Regions from separate parts of the Danio rerio genome. Here region 1 is linked to region 2. The links are chromatin contacts, called in public Micro-C maps. All regions are on one chromosome and are shown on one strand. Each heading gives the region's core, a stretch centred on a gene start, on an enhancer-like site or on the middle of the called end of the contact. The rest is flanking DNA. Distances are from core to core; before and after follow the strand shown. Region 1 holds the start of smyd3 (SET and MYND domain containing 3). Region 2 holds the start of kif26ba (kinesin family member 26Ba).

What was found. Hi-C and Micro-C count contacts between places; a contact is called where the count stands out from the background.
Region 1: a Micro-C map of caudal fin shows a contact between it and region 2, with 18 times the contacts expected there. The contact joins the promoter of smyd3 here to the promoter of kif26ba in region 2. A contact is called at or near these places in 6 of 18 Hi-C or Micro-C datasets (caudal fin, embryo, hematopoietic stem cells and 1 more) and 2 of 4 datasets of contacts at active chromatin or transcription factors (caudal fin and embryo).

What each region holds. Positions count from the first base shown.
Region 1 is chr17:13,257,932-13,260,823 of GRCz12tu, reverse strand. smyd3 (SET and MYND domain containing 3) reads left to right here and starts at 1,454. Exons shown (of 12, transcript NM_001423732.1): 1 at 1,454-1,674. The coding sequence starts at 1,511. tfb2m (transcription factor B2, mitochondrial) reads right to left here and starts at 1,157. Exons shown (of 9, transcript NM_001113617.2): 1 at 1,046-1,157.
Region 2 is chr17:12,703,354-12,706,053 of GRCz12tu, reverse strand. kif26ba (kinesin family member 26Ba) reads right to left here and starts at 1,320. Exons shown (of 15, transcript XM_692940.11): 1 at 914-1,320; 2 at 311-700. The coding sequence starts at 970.

The DNA.
Region 1 (2,892 bases), core at 205-2,704, 550 kb before region 2:
TTTCAATGACGAACCGTTTCCCTCTTTAAAGTTTTGTGGCCCCTGCTTAACATCATATTTTCATTTTTTTGAGCCCTAAAAAGTTCACAGTAACATCTCTTCAATTAATCTGTAATATTATATATGTCCTCTAAAAAAAAAAAGTCTAAGATGTCTAACTTTGTAGTTTTAATTTCGCTCAGTAGTATTTATATTACATATATAAAATTAATTTATTTAAAATTGTCAACCTAACAAATATATACACGCCTTCTTTATCCAAATTGAATTTACTACCCTTTTGTTATGTTTGGGATTTTTTTTTTTTTTTTTGCATAAATCTGTTAATAAACCTCAGTCCTGATCAAGCCCACCACTATATTGCTTAGAATATTACAGGATTTTAACTCTTCTTGCCAAATTCATAAATGACGTCACTGATCTGGTGAAAAAAAAACAGACAAAATTACTTATTTCTAATATAAAATGTAATTGTGTACTAAATTTGCCCAGAGTACAATGCTTATTTAAAAATAAATAAATAATTAAAAGCATTTTCTCAAAACAAGATGTCACCAAAAATCATTTTACTAGCCAAAACAGAAAGTTATGGCCATAGAGTGGATGAAAACATCCTCAACAGTACATAAGGATTAAAATGTACTTAAATTATAGTTTATAAAAACTGCAATTACAAAAAAAAAACAGTATCCCGCAGATAAAATATTCTATAACTGAACACTAAATATATATATTATACATTCCCTGGGTGTAAATGACTGTGGGAACTCTGTTATGCATCATTATTTAACAAAAATTTCCAAAGTTCTCTCCAAGTAACATTTCAACATTAATATCTTATATTATTGCACATAAATGTGATGAGCACATTTTTGACGACACTGAACATCATCTTAAACCTTGATATGACTATAATCCTGTCTACATCAGACGATACACCATTACAGTTAGCAGAATACGTAACTATTAGGCTCCTCTGCTCAAATAAACATTTGACATGGCTGACTGCTGACTACACATTTACACTATTTTAACCCAAACTAACCTCAAATGATGCAGTTTTTGTCCGCGGGATCTACATTAATGTAGCACATTGAAGCTGCGTAACACGCGAGTCCGTGACATTGAGCTCCGCGTGCTGTTGACCTGCAGTTTGCGCAATCCCATTGGTGAGGCGCACAATCTACGTCATGTCTCCGCGACGTCTAAACATCTTCATGCAAATCAAAACTGCGTCATTTATACGCATTTTGAAATATGTTATCATTGTTTTATTTGATTTACAGGTGCAATTATGATTCATTTTGTCACGAAACGCTCATATATATGTAGACGCCATCTTAATAAACCAAGTTGTTCAGTGAAAACATTCTTTTTTTGAGCATGAGATTGTTTTAAAGAAGCTGCGTAATGGCGCGTAAAGTTGACTGTCATAAATACAAACAGAGCGTTCATATGTACCGTGAACAAACACATGGACGGTCACTGCAGATGATATTTTTATGAAATGATGGAGGCTGTGATTATGGAGAGGTTTATAAGTGAAGGTAAAGGCAATGGTTTGCGTGCTCTGCGTGAAATTAAACCCGGTGAGGTGATTTATTCATGCAAGCCGTTTGCGTTCTGCGTAGCAAGAGATTTCCTGAAAACTGCCTGTCAAAGTTGCCTCAAGAGGTAAGAAGACCACATTTTTATGCTCTGAATTTTTGTTTTGTTAGAAAAAAATCGCTAGAATACAATTTATACTTTAAGTTACAGCCGGTCAATGATTTATTCTCAGGTTTGTCAATGTCTAAATGTGTTTGGTGCTCAGAAAAGTTAGGCATATACTGCACTGTACGTATATGAATGCATTAATATGGACACTTTTCAATGTGTTGACCACAATATACAATTCTAACACATTTTTGATTGTGCTTTGCTATTAAGTATTTTTATTTAGTAAATTTCTATTTTATTTAACGTTTTGTTACAATATTCCTTTTTTATAATGAATATACTACAATATTTATTTATTTACAAATCATTTTTTATTTTGAATTATTCTAATATGTATTTATTGAGTTTCAATTGTTTTTACTTTTGCACAATATTACAGGCTAACATGTTTTTTTTTACGTTTTGTTAAATTATTTTTACTTAAAATAAGTTTTTCATGATCAATATACTACCATTTTTTATTTATTTATTTACAAATTACGTAATGATTTTTATTTACATTACTTTATGCATTATTTGTTTCAATTGTTTTTATTTTAGCAAAAATTTGACTCACTAAATTGTTGCTAAACGTTTTACATTATATTATGTTTTTCATAATCTAATATTAATATACTGTCTATATATCTTAATAGTAATATAACATTACACTATATAATACATATATAACACACACACCCACCTTACACTATACAATTCTAACATGTTTTTGAACGTATTTTGCTTTGTTTTTTTTCAACCGGCTAACATTTTAAAAAAATATTTAGTTACAATTTTATATTTTTCGTAATCAATATACTACTATATTTATTCATTTATACGCATTCTTATTTTTTTTTTAACATTACTCTAATATGTATTTATTTTGTTTCGATTGTTTTTATTTTTGCACAATATTTTGGGCTAAAATGATTTGAGCGTTTTGCTACAATATTATGTTTTTCATAGTCAATAAACTACTATATTATTTATTTTTTATTTATTTATTTATACATTTCCGTAATTAGTTTGTTAAATTTACATTACACATTATGTGTATTTTTTATTGTTTTTATTCTTTTTAGTTGATCAAATTGCTAAAATATTGCTAAACATTGTTACATTACATTTTTCATAATCTACTGCTAATGTCCTCTCTATATATTTTAATAGTAATATAACATTACACTATAT
Region 2 (2,700 bases), core at 71-2,570:
CAACATGCTGCAGTGTGTTACAAAGGTTCAGCACTCCACCCCTCGTGTGCAACACTTCTGTGCGCTTTCAATGGAACAGTCCATGGCATTTTCATTCTCTAGTACATTTTATTTATTGAAGTTGCATTGTATTTTGCCATGAAATCCTGTATGTCCAAGTTTAATAAGCCATTAACGCTGCGTATCCAAAATTACGCACCGCAACACTGGAGTTCATTCATCATCTGACTGCATGCATGATGCATTTCAAAAAGCAGGTCAAAACTGATATCGGGATATACTTAAGGGGGTCAGATATATGTCAGCTTACCTTGCTAGAGTAGGGTCCGGGAATGAGTAGTTTTAACGCCTGCCTCTTCAGCTCCACCAGCCGAGCATTGCAGTTCTCACACCAGATCCCCCGGTCAGAGCCAGGTGAGCTCCCGCTACCCGAGGCTGGAGAACCGGTGCCGAATCCTGGAGATCCTCCTAAGGAACCCGGCGATCCGGTGCTGATTCCAGGGGATACAGTAACAGGTGAGCCGGAGAAAGAGCCTGGGGATGATATTCCTGATCCGGGAGAAGGGGTTCCAGAGGACCCGGGCATAGACCCGGCACCTTCAGGCACCGGGCGGCTGGCACTCCGGGACTCCTCATAAGCCTTTCGGTACCAGGTTTCAGGAGAAAATGATGCTGATTTTGTAGGGGATGAATCGGTCGTCTATAGAGAAAATAAATAGTAATTTTATTGCATGGGATGCATGTGAAAATAAGTGCGCAACATGGTTCAATAAACCGCATTATGCACTTGACATTGACAATAGTTTGTTGTTTTAGTTATTCCACACTTAAAGGTAATCAGCACATGATATTCATATACCCTACCAATATATGACTTCTACAAATAATAATAATAATAATAATGCAATCTTACCCCATGCTTTCTACTCCTGGTCCCAGATCTGTCTTTATTTCCTGTTAGAGAGGTCATGATAAAGCCAAACGAAAAGGGATTGAAAAAATGTTACATCCACAACAAAAAGATCCAAAAAATCTGTCTCAGGTCAGTTCAGTAGCCCCTCTAAAGTCCACTCTCAGCGACTAGTACCATGCTGAAATTTATCCATCTTCCACAGTGGCATTTGCAGAACAAACTGTTGTCCAATCTGAAAATGTTCAGCAGGATAAATCCAGTCCTTACTTATGCTCTCTGAAATGCTGGATCCATGCGCAGCGCTTTAGATTTTACAGCATCCCAGCACAGACGCATTTTTCTATTCATATGGAGTTGTGTGAGGCACAGGCTGACAGTAGATCAGGCTCTGCTGATCTGATCTCTGCGCTGCTCTCACTCCAGAGGAGCGCACACATCTGTCTCTGGGTGAAACGGCCACGCCTCCTCAGCAGCCCGCAGCCAATTAAATGCCTGGGGTCTGCTGACTGACATGTGGGAGAGCGTTGTTTCCCACACGGTAAAATAAATGATATCTAAAACGACCGATTTGAGGTCAAAATTCATTATAGAAAGTCAATTTCAGTTCAATAAAGCCTTGTATTGAAAACTAAGAAATTATATAAATAATTCATCAATTATTAGCGTTAAAATAAAAACAATACAGTATAAAAAATAAACCAATTATAGTACAAAAATATGCAACATATTTTTTTTATAAAAAAATAGTGGTGAACTTAATGAATGCTTTTGCTAAGCCAATTGATGATTAAAAAATAATATACTATTATATAATATAATATGAACTAAAATATTAAAATGTAAGCCAAATAAATTATTGTAAAAATCTTCTTAATATTTTTTAAACAACCTAGTATTACTGAATTTAAAAAAAAAAAAAGTGTCAAGCTACACAGCAAAGATGCAATTTGAGATGTTGAAATACTGAAGAAGAAGAAAAAAACATTTGTACTTAGCAGTATCTGTCAGTGTTACTTAAGTGACCACATGTTGTTTTGCACAGGAATTAATTAACTTGCCAGAATTTAGTTGTTATGCATGTGTAGTAGGAATATGAAGGGACATTTAAGCATGGGTAAATAGCACCACTTACTGCTCACACATGCTCACACCACAGCTTTATAAAAGAGACTAACAATTATAATTAACTTAAAAAAAATAATTTAATATATAACATATTTTTTTAAAGCAAATGCATTTTTTTATTGTACAACATAAAATAAAATACATTTACAAATGTAGTTTAATGAATGTTTTAATTAAATTAATGTTTTTATCATTTATTATTTCATTTTCCTACAGCTTAGTCCCTTATAGAAATTCATTTAAGTTCAATACAGCCATATATAAAAAAATGATCAATTATATCAGTAATTCATCGATTAATAATGTATAGCAAAACATTTTACAGCACTAAAAATAAAACAATTACAGTGCAAAAATATTTAACATACATTTTTTATTAAATAATTTGGTAAAATTAATTCTTTTGTTAAGTCAATTGATGTAAAAATAAACAACAACAACAACATAATGATATCAGAATATTAAAAGGTGAGCCAAATCAACTATTGCAAAATATTCGTAATATTTTTTAAACAGCATAGTGATATTGAATAAGTTAAAAGTGTCAAGCTATACACAGCAAAGATGCAAATTGAGATGTTGAAATATTGAAGAAGAAAAAAACATTTGCATTTAGCAATAATTGTCATTGTTTCTTAAGTGATCACACGTTGTTTTGCACA